Linked DNA regions of Oryza sativa: region 2 is linked to region 1. Evidence: chromatin contacts called from public HiCAR-type data. All regions are on one chromosome and are shown on one strand. Each heading gives the region's core, a stretch centred on a gene start, on an enhancer-like site or on the middle of the called end of the contact. The rest is flanking DNA. Distances are from core to core; before and after follow the strand shown. Region 1 holds the start of LOC4334419 (stem-specific protein TSJT1). Region 2 holds the start of LOC4334431 (auxin-responsive protein IAA14-like).

The links. HiCAR-type assays count read pairs that join an accessible place to other places.
Region 2: a contact with region 1 is called in a HiCAR-type map of leaf, with 1.8 times the contacts expected there. The contact joins the promoter of LOC4334431 here to the promoter of LOC4334419 in region 1. A contact is called at or near these places in 1 of 15 Hi-C or Micro-C datasets (leaf) and 1 of 4 datasets of contacts at active chromatin or transcription factors (leaf).

What each region holds. Positions count from the first base shown.
Region 1 is chr3:34,080,203-34,084,410 of ASM3414082v1, reverse strand. LOC4334419 (stem-specific protein TSJT1) reads right to left here and starts at 1,779. Exons shown (of 5, transcript NM_001418768.1): 1 at 1,616-1,779. It overlaps LOC4334418 (heat stress transcription factor A-2e-like), which reads right to left. Exons shown (of 2, transcript NM_001418769.1): 2 at 3,338-4,208. The coding sequence ends at 3,691. It also overlaps the pseudogene LOC4334420.
Region 2 is chr3:34,218,260-34,222,763 of ASM3414082v1, reverse strand. It overlaps LOC4334431 (auxin-responsive protein IAA14-like), which reads left to right and starts at 3,016. Exons shown (of 3, transcript NM_001418780.1): 1 at 3,016-3,265; 2 at 3,352-3,696; 3 at 3,790-4,323. The coding sequence starts at 3,075. The coding sequence ends at 3,847.

The sequences.
Region 1 (4,208 bases), core at 530-3,029:
AGCGCTCTCCCGGACGACCTGCTCCACCTCATCCTGCGCCGCCTCGACACCCGCGACGCGCTCGCCACCGCCGCGCTGTCAAGGCGCTGGGCGGCCGTCCCGCGCGAGCTCCCCGCCCTCGATTTCCGAGTCACCGACCTGCTGCCGCCGCGCTACCGCCGGTGCCTTGCCATCCGCGGCAAGGCCAGGAGGTCGGTCACCGCGCGCGAGGAGAATGCGCGAGGCTAGACGCCGCCACCGGGCGGTACGAGCGCCGCGCCATGCGCGCCATGGCCGGCTCCGTCAGGGCCCTCTTGGCGGCTCGCCGGCGTGCGACCAGGCTGTCGCTGGAGGTGTTCGACTTCGACGCCTCCCCCTGCATCAACCAGCTGGTCGTCACCGCCGTCGATTCCTGGGGCGTCACGGACCTCGAGGTGTCCGCCGTGCCGACGGGGCCGATCATGCACCCGCCGCCGGTCTACAGCTTCCCCCTTCGCCGCATCAGCCGCGACCCCGGCGCGTCGCGGCTGCGGAGGCTCAAGCTTCGCAACTGCCTGCCCCCTCCGCTGCAGGGGTTTGGCTCGCTCGCCACTCTCGTCCTGCAAGGATTGCCGTGCTCGACGCGGCCCGCCGTGTACCGCGTGGTCGCCGCGTGCCCGCAGCTGCAATCCCTGCATCTCAGCTCCTGCAGGTCCCGGAAATTCGGGTGCCCGCTCACCTTGGACGCGCCGATGTCGCGGATCAGGGAGCTCGTCGTCGACGGCGGCTACATGGCGGTCGAGATCAGGTCGCTCCCCATGCTGGAGAGCCTCGCCAGCAATGGAGACGCCGTGTTTCTGACGCACCCCGACGCCGCGCCGTACCTCCAGCGCGTGAGCCTCGAGCACGCCATTGGCTCCCTGCAAGGGGACGAGCTGTTCCCGGCCATAGAGCGCAGGAGGCTGCGCTTCTTGATCCCCAGCATCAGGGAGTTCCTCCAGAACGCCAATGGCATCACCGATCTCGTCCTGCGCTTCACCGGGCCGTACATGTGGATCTTGTTCTTGCCGACGAGCCCTTTCGCCCCGATGCCCAAGCTGCGGCGGCTCCTCGTCGCCGACGTGCCTCCATCCTGGGACGCATCGTGGCCACGCCTCCTCGTCGAGGCGACGCCATTGCTGGAGACCCTCCATGTCCACCATCACAGCGAAGAGGAGGTGGTGCAGCCGGGCCATGGCCGAACTCGGCTTCGCGGCACCGCCATTTGAAGGAGCTGGTGGTGATGGGCTTCCGGAGCGCGGAGAGGCGGCATGTCCAGCTCGTGAGGTTCGCCATGGAGGCGTCGACGTCGGCGCTGCGCCGCGTCGCGCTGTACAAGCGTGGGCACGTCGAGCACAAGGGCCCCGGCGCCTGGGAGGCCGCGGCGGCGAGAGACGACGCGTGGAGCGACGAGGAGAGGCGCGGCGTCCTGGAGCAGATCACGGAGGGGATGTGCTGCTCGACAGGCCAAGTACAAGTCATCCTCGGATGAGCTCATCACGCGATGTTGCAAGCGCACAAACCCTAAAATCCTCTCCGATTGGACATCACCTAAAATCCTAAATTAGCGCTACTTCGCTAGTGTGGGGGGGGGGGGGGGGGGGCATCGCCGACTCACCTTCTTCTCGGGATCGTCATCTCCGATCGCCGGCTACGCCGCTCCGGTAGATGCGGCGAGGCCTCGCTTCACCTCAACCACCTCCGCCCTCCCACCGTTTTGCCTTAATTTTATATATATTTCTCGTGCTATTGCAACCAGCAAGGGATTGAGATCCTCTATACAATGAAGCGTGAATTTGCCACTAACATATGAACCCAGTAATCATCGGATCCACGTGTCAGTAATAAATACACGACGATACAGACGTATAGTTGACTGAAGAAGATCCTAATCCACAACTGGACCGGAGGGGGGAGTGTTACGTCCTCTTAATTTCTTGCTAGTCTAAGACAAGAAAATTTCTGACTAATCAAATATAGTACTAGTAAATTCTTTTTTACTACCCTCCATCCTAACTATAAAAATTTTTTGGACAAACGAGACACTTCATAATATTTCGTATCGGGACAAAGAATCTATCACTAAAATCATCCATCCAAAATCCCTTATATTTTAGGATGAAAAATATCTCATCAATCTAAAATCCCTTATATTTTAAGATGGATGGAGTAGTATCATACTAATGACAAGTCAATTAAGCAACTATATACATAGACTAAAGTCAAAACGTCTTGTAATCTTAATCGGATGGAGTACCTTTAGCTAGTACTTTGCTCAACTGGATAGCGGGTAAATGGTGATGTTTTTATTATGTTTAATGCTCGGTAAGTATAATTTGGTCCACTCACAATCATAGTTTGAAAAGGTCCGATTTATTCTGGTGAACTTCCACGGTAGTCCAATTTAGTGCATAAACTCTCAAACCGAATATTCTGGTGAACTTCCACGGTAATCTTTACGAATTACCCTTATTTAATATGAAATGGTTTTATCCTAAGTGACACTGGTAGATAGATACGTACAAAATTTTAGAAAAAGTTATAGCGGCCCACGTACCAGTCATTATCCATTTCTTCTCATTCATAATTCCTCTCTCTATCCCCTGCTCTGTCAGTGGCACAATCGTGTGCGTATGGAGGTGGGAACGGATAAGTGAGTTTATTGTTCGCTTAGTACTAGTTTTAGTTATTATATTTTCTAAATTTTATATTAGTGAGTGCGAAATGGACTATGAAATGAAATGAGTTTAATATTGTGCGTGTAGCGGTTTTTATTTACGGTTCAACTGTTACGCGCTTAAGTACGTTGTTTTCCGCATGTGGGGTCCTTTCATATTTTTTCCCCCTTGGCCTAATTTCTCTTCCTAATGGGCCTTGTAGGCTAATCATGCCGCTTTGGCCCGAATCGGTCTGTGCTGACACTGCCTCCCGAGCCTGAAACGGAACCGTAGACATGAGCTCGGTTCGGCTCGTTTCATGGCTCGCAAGCCTTTCCATGGAATCACCTCTTCAAGCATATGCTTCAAATAGCTGATCTGCGAGGAATGAAATTGGACGATTAATATCACCTTTCATGTTAAAATCGGACGATTTCGCCCTTTCCAGATTCGGTTGTTTGATTGAGAGAAGAGATCCAGTTTACAGAGGAGATGCCAGGGGCGGTGGCTGTTCAAGGCTAAGAAGGAAGGCTTGATTTCTTTATAAAAAAAAAGAGATAAGATCCGACTATCAAACCAAAGGAAATTGCCAACAAGAGTAGCTTAAAAAGCACCTAGTTACCGAGGTGCTAAGGAGTGCCTCTATTGCTCTACGCGGGGCAACCCAACTTTAGGTTAAGTGGAACGAAAACACAATCGCGTAGCACATAAACATACTCCGAAATGAAGCAAAACTATACATCATTACAACGCACAACTGCATTTAGTTAGACTGTTATATGTACATACAGCACCCTCAAGTCCACTGTCAAAGTACCATACATTCAGATCCAAAACTAATTCCACAAAGCTGAACAGAATACGATGGTAATTATTGCGGCAATAGTATGTACAGCTGATGCTACCATAAGATCATCACCATGGGGGAGGAGACCTACTCAAATTGATCATCCTCAAAGCGGATAAGTATAATGACAAGCTTGATTAACAAGTACTCAAGGGTCGTTGGAGCTGCAGCAAGATCAGACCAGAGCTACTACTGTGGCGATTTGGTGCTGCTTGAGTTGAGGTAGCCCATCTTTTGAGACAGCAAGTTCATATCATCTATAGCGGGGTTCCTGGTATCCTCATCGAGCCCACCCTCGTGCAGCAGGTCCTCCCAGAAATCCTCATTTAACTCTCCGTTAGATGGCTTGATTTTCCCGTGTTCAGAGCTACTGGAAGCAACATCTTGTTGCGCCTTGCCTCCATTGGCCTCAACAGATGAACTTTCAAGATCTGATGGAACACCATTGAAAAGTGAATCCACTGGATCATGTGGTTCAAACATTACCTGTGACACTTGCTCGGGGCTAGAACCGGTACCCATGCTATCAAGTTCAGGTCCCTGGTCAATGCGGCGCCTTCTTTTCTTTGAGACGAACTCTTCAAGCTCCTTCCTCATCTCACTCTGGGAGAACAGCTGGCGTATGAACTCAGGATTATGCATAACTCGTGACAAGAATGCCATCATGTGCTGTTGCTTTTGCTCAGTACCTTGTAGCTTCTGTTCCA
Region 2 (4,504 bases), core at 1,767-4,266, 140 kb before region 1:
TTGCAACAAATGCATGGCAGCTGATCATCACATATCATCAGAGATCGTGACACGAAACAGTACATATTGCTAGCTGATCACACGGCCGGCCACTTGCACACTGCACTGAATGTACATGTCTGAATAATCGCAAGTTGCATTGGCGCAACTCGATCGATCGATCCATTATTGTATCGCGCAGCAATGCCAGCAATGTAACCACCTACTCCCTTCATCCTTAAATATAAATATTTTTAGCTATAAATCAACAGCAAGTAGCTACTAGCAATCAATATATCGCTCGCGCGAAACTCCCCAGAATCACGGGACGATCTCGCACTCGATCGCCCGCCTCTCTCAGACTAGTAGCAGAGAAGGAAAAGATGTTTAAACCCCGACAAAACTCAACAATATCGAGTATCAGGGGTGGATCTATCCAGACAGAAAATTCACGGGGTCACTCATATTGCACCATGGAGTCACTCTGTTCTTATTTATATATGGTGACTAACATGATTTACCATGGGATTTAGGAAACTTCACCGGGGTCATTACTCATTAAACCCCGAGTAATTACACAGTAGCTCTACCCTGTCGAGTATTCTTTATAGAAATTGCATAATAGTTCTTTTCAACAGCTAAAATTTAATGGAACTTTTGATGATGAGTCTGGACAGCCATATATGTGGTAGTCGGGTGGTGGCTCCGCCATTGGCAGCTGAGACAGGACAACGGGAACGACCACCACATTTTTTTAAAGGAACACAGTACAAACGTAGCTGCTCACAACGTGAGCACACTTATCCATATGAGCACCTTCGGAAGACTGGGCCGACATGTCTTGAGATTGACGAAGTCACCACAGGCGTCTCACTGTCGACGGATACGCCACCTACCACTGAAAGAATAATGAGCCGTAAATACGAGCACCCTATGACCCTCTTCCAACAATTTTTTTCACATATAATTATCTAATTAATCTAAATATAGTATATTTAGCCCTCTCTAGACTCCACCATACTCTTAGGTCTCTCATACAGTCATACTTAAATCCTGGTTCCACGGTTTACATATGGCAATGCCGTCTCCTGAACATGCATCCATTCCATCGTCGTCTTCATCAGAAAAAGAAGAAGAGTAGGAGTAGTTCGTGAGATTAACGAGATGGATCGGAGTCAGCTTAGCTGTTGGTGACGTGACAGCGATGGAGCACACGGTGCATGCGAGAGGTGACAGATACAGATAGACGTAGGACGCGATGGAGGGGCGGTGGCGTGCGTGCTCGATCGCACGGCTCGATCGCTGTCGAGAGGGGACACACACCAACCCAACACCAAAAGCATGTTTGGTTCGCACCTCCCCCTCCGGTTTACGATCTGGGATAGACAGATCACCTGGTTGGGTTTGTTGGTTGCTTGTCACGGCAACCGTGCAACACGATAACTGCGTGACCATCCTCCTCACCTAGCTTCGTCTACTAGCTACTCCCTCCGTTTTAATATAATTTGATTTTTTCCCTATTAACTCTCATCAAATTTATAGATAAAATTAGAAACATATAAAATATCAAATTAGTTTTATTTAATCTAACATTAAATGTATTTTGATAATATGTCTGTTTTGTATTGAAAATACTACTATATTTTTATAAAAAGTTTGATTAGAAAAAGATAAATAATTTATAATATGAAGCGAGGGAGTGTGTTTTTCTTCTTTTTTTTTTTGCCTTTTCAGTGATAATTAAGACATATGAATGCCATATTTTCCGTTTGCCATATGCATGCAAAAAAGTTTCGTGGGCGATTGGGTTGCGTGTGCATGTCTGGCCCGGATCCGTTTTGCGCTTAGCTGGATACCATGCTTTGCATTGCATATTTGCATGCACACGTACGCGTATCACCTTTGACGATCCGACACGGTTCACATGAAAGTTTGGGTTAATAAACTCACTCATCTGGATTTGAACCACACCAAACTCTCTCGGCAAAAAGGTGCTACAAAATTTACCAATCCCCTCGATCCTTAAAAAAAAAAACTAACTTCGGACTATATCCATCTATAAAAATCAATTCCCAATAATATAATCAAAAGAATATTCAGATAATTAACTCTCGACAATAAGGTGTTCGTGATAACTTCTTCACCGTCTGACCAATCGGCTCGGACACCAGACCGCTTGTGCCCGCCCATTCTGTCTCGCCCTAAATGGAATGGCTCTCTTATCTTAGTTACGCTGTGCCCCGACCCGAGTCCCCACGTCCGCTTTTATCCGCCCGCAACCCGGCCAACACAACATTAGGGCCGTCCCCCCCATTCTATGCTGACACAATCTCAAAATATACTGTCCAATCTTACAGATATGCTCGTAGAGGTAGAATGTACGTGCATGTATTTATAGGGATGAGTGTGCACGTGTTGTGAGCGTCTACGTTTGTACTTTATTTTTAAAAAAAATAATATCTGCTCTCTACAACTTAGTTCTAATAATAATGATTTAAACATTATGTATCTCCAAATTTATCGGGAGAATTGGGTTTTTGAGGGAGTAGGGATGTATTATCGTCTTGGAAACCGGCGTAGAAATGCGAGAATGAGTATGACGTATGCAGGGCAATGACAGGTGCCTATCCGTTCCAGCTACGCATGCACACCGGAGCGCGTGACGTGGCCCCATGCAACCAAAACCAGACTGCCCGCGTCGCGACGACACGTGTGAGCCCCACACCGTGGCACCCCCGCCAGCACGCGTGCCCCCCCCCCACACCGACATGTGGGCCCCACCCGTCACCCCCACATGCGCTGCCCCCGACGTGCACGAACAGCGCCCCCGCCCACCGCGGGGAATCTATACCCGACCCGAGTAAGTACCCGACCTAGCCCATCGCGTCTGGCCCCACCTGTCTGCCCGATGGGGCCCACCCAACCATGCGTCCTCCCTGTCTCCCGGGCCCACCTGGCATACTCACATGCTAGGGCACGCACGCAACAACTAACTAACCGCTCTATATAACGCGACGCGCAACCAAAGCAGCACGAGACGACGAGGTCAGTGTCGCAGCGACGAACGCCGACGAGCTAGCTCTCTCTCTCGATCGATGGCCATGGCGGCGGAGAGCATCGACGCGGAGCTGCGCCTCGGGCTGCCCGGCAGCGGCGGCGGTGACGGCGTGGCGGCGAAGAAGCGGCGGTCGGCGTCGTCGACGGTGAAGAGCGAGGCCTCCGGCACGGCCTGCTGCGGCGGCGCCGGCGCCCGGGACGTCGAAGACGGCGCCTCGCCGGCGTCCAAGTAAGTTCTAGCTCTAGCTCTCTCTCTCGCCATGTGTGCCAGCTCGATTTGCAGCCAATCTTACAATTTCTTGTGTGGGTGAGCAGAGTGCAGGTGGTGGGGTGGCCGCCGGTGGGGTCGTACAGGAGGAGCACGTTCCAGTCTTCGTCGTCGTCGACGGCGGCGGCGGCGAAGGGGAAGGGCGGCGGCGAGACGGATCAAGGGAGGAAGAATAAGGGAGGAGGGCTGTACGTGAAGGTGAGCATGGACGGGGCGCCATACCTCCGCAAGGTCGACCTCCGGATGTACGGCGGCTACAGGGAGCTCAGGGACGCTCTCGACGCGCTCTTCGGCTGCTTCTCCGCCGACGCCTCCGCCTCCGCCGCCCACTTCGCCGTCGCCTATGAGGACAAGGACGGCGACCTCATGCTCGCCGGCGACGTGCCCTGGGAGTAAGCACCATACACACACATGTTAATTATCCATCCATGGAAAATCTTGTGTGTTTATTTGTCTCTAATTTGAATCTTTTTGTGCTTTTGCAGCATGTTCATCTCTTCTTGCAAGAAGCTGCGGATAATGCGAGGATCTGAGGCGAGATGATATATATCGAAATCGAAAGGCGTCGAGCTGAAGAAAAAATTTTCGCCGATGCATGCATGGAGTAGACATCTCACAGAAAAAAGGCTTCATGCATGAGAGAGATGAGATCTATCCGTGGACATCGTCATGCATGGCGATCGGACGGCTGGCCAAGAAGGACACTTACACGTGGATGCATCTTGTTTTTGTTCTACGTAGATGTGTAGATGAGATATCCAAGGATCTGAATTCTAAAAAAGTTCAGGATTCAGTTGGATCGGAGTTGGTGAGGAGGAGGATATGATCGATCGAGCAGAGCTGCAGTACTCCTATGTACAGAATAATCTAGCTGAGATTTTGGTTGTTGGAAATGGCAACTGCTAGTTCTGCAGATTTGTGTACACATGCCTTTTTTTTAAAGCTTTTTTTTTTCTAGCTTCTGTTGTGTCACTGAAGAAATCTGAGAGCTGAAGAAAGAGAAACTTGGAAGTTTGGTCATTTTAATTTCCTCCCAGCTGTTTGATTCCTTTTAATCTCTGTGTGATTTACTGATGCTGACCAGAGTCATAAAAAAACAAGAACAGTACGTTAACTGTCAAAACGAGACCTTGTCACATCAAGAATTGTCTCCCAATCTTCTTTTCTTTTCTCTGAAACAAGACCAATCTTCTTTTCTCG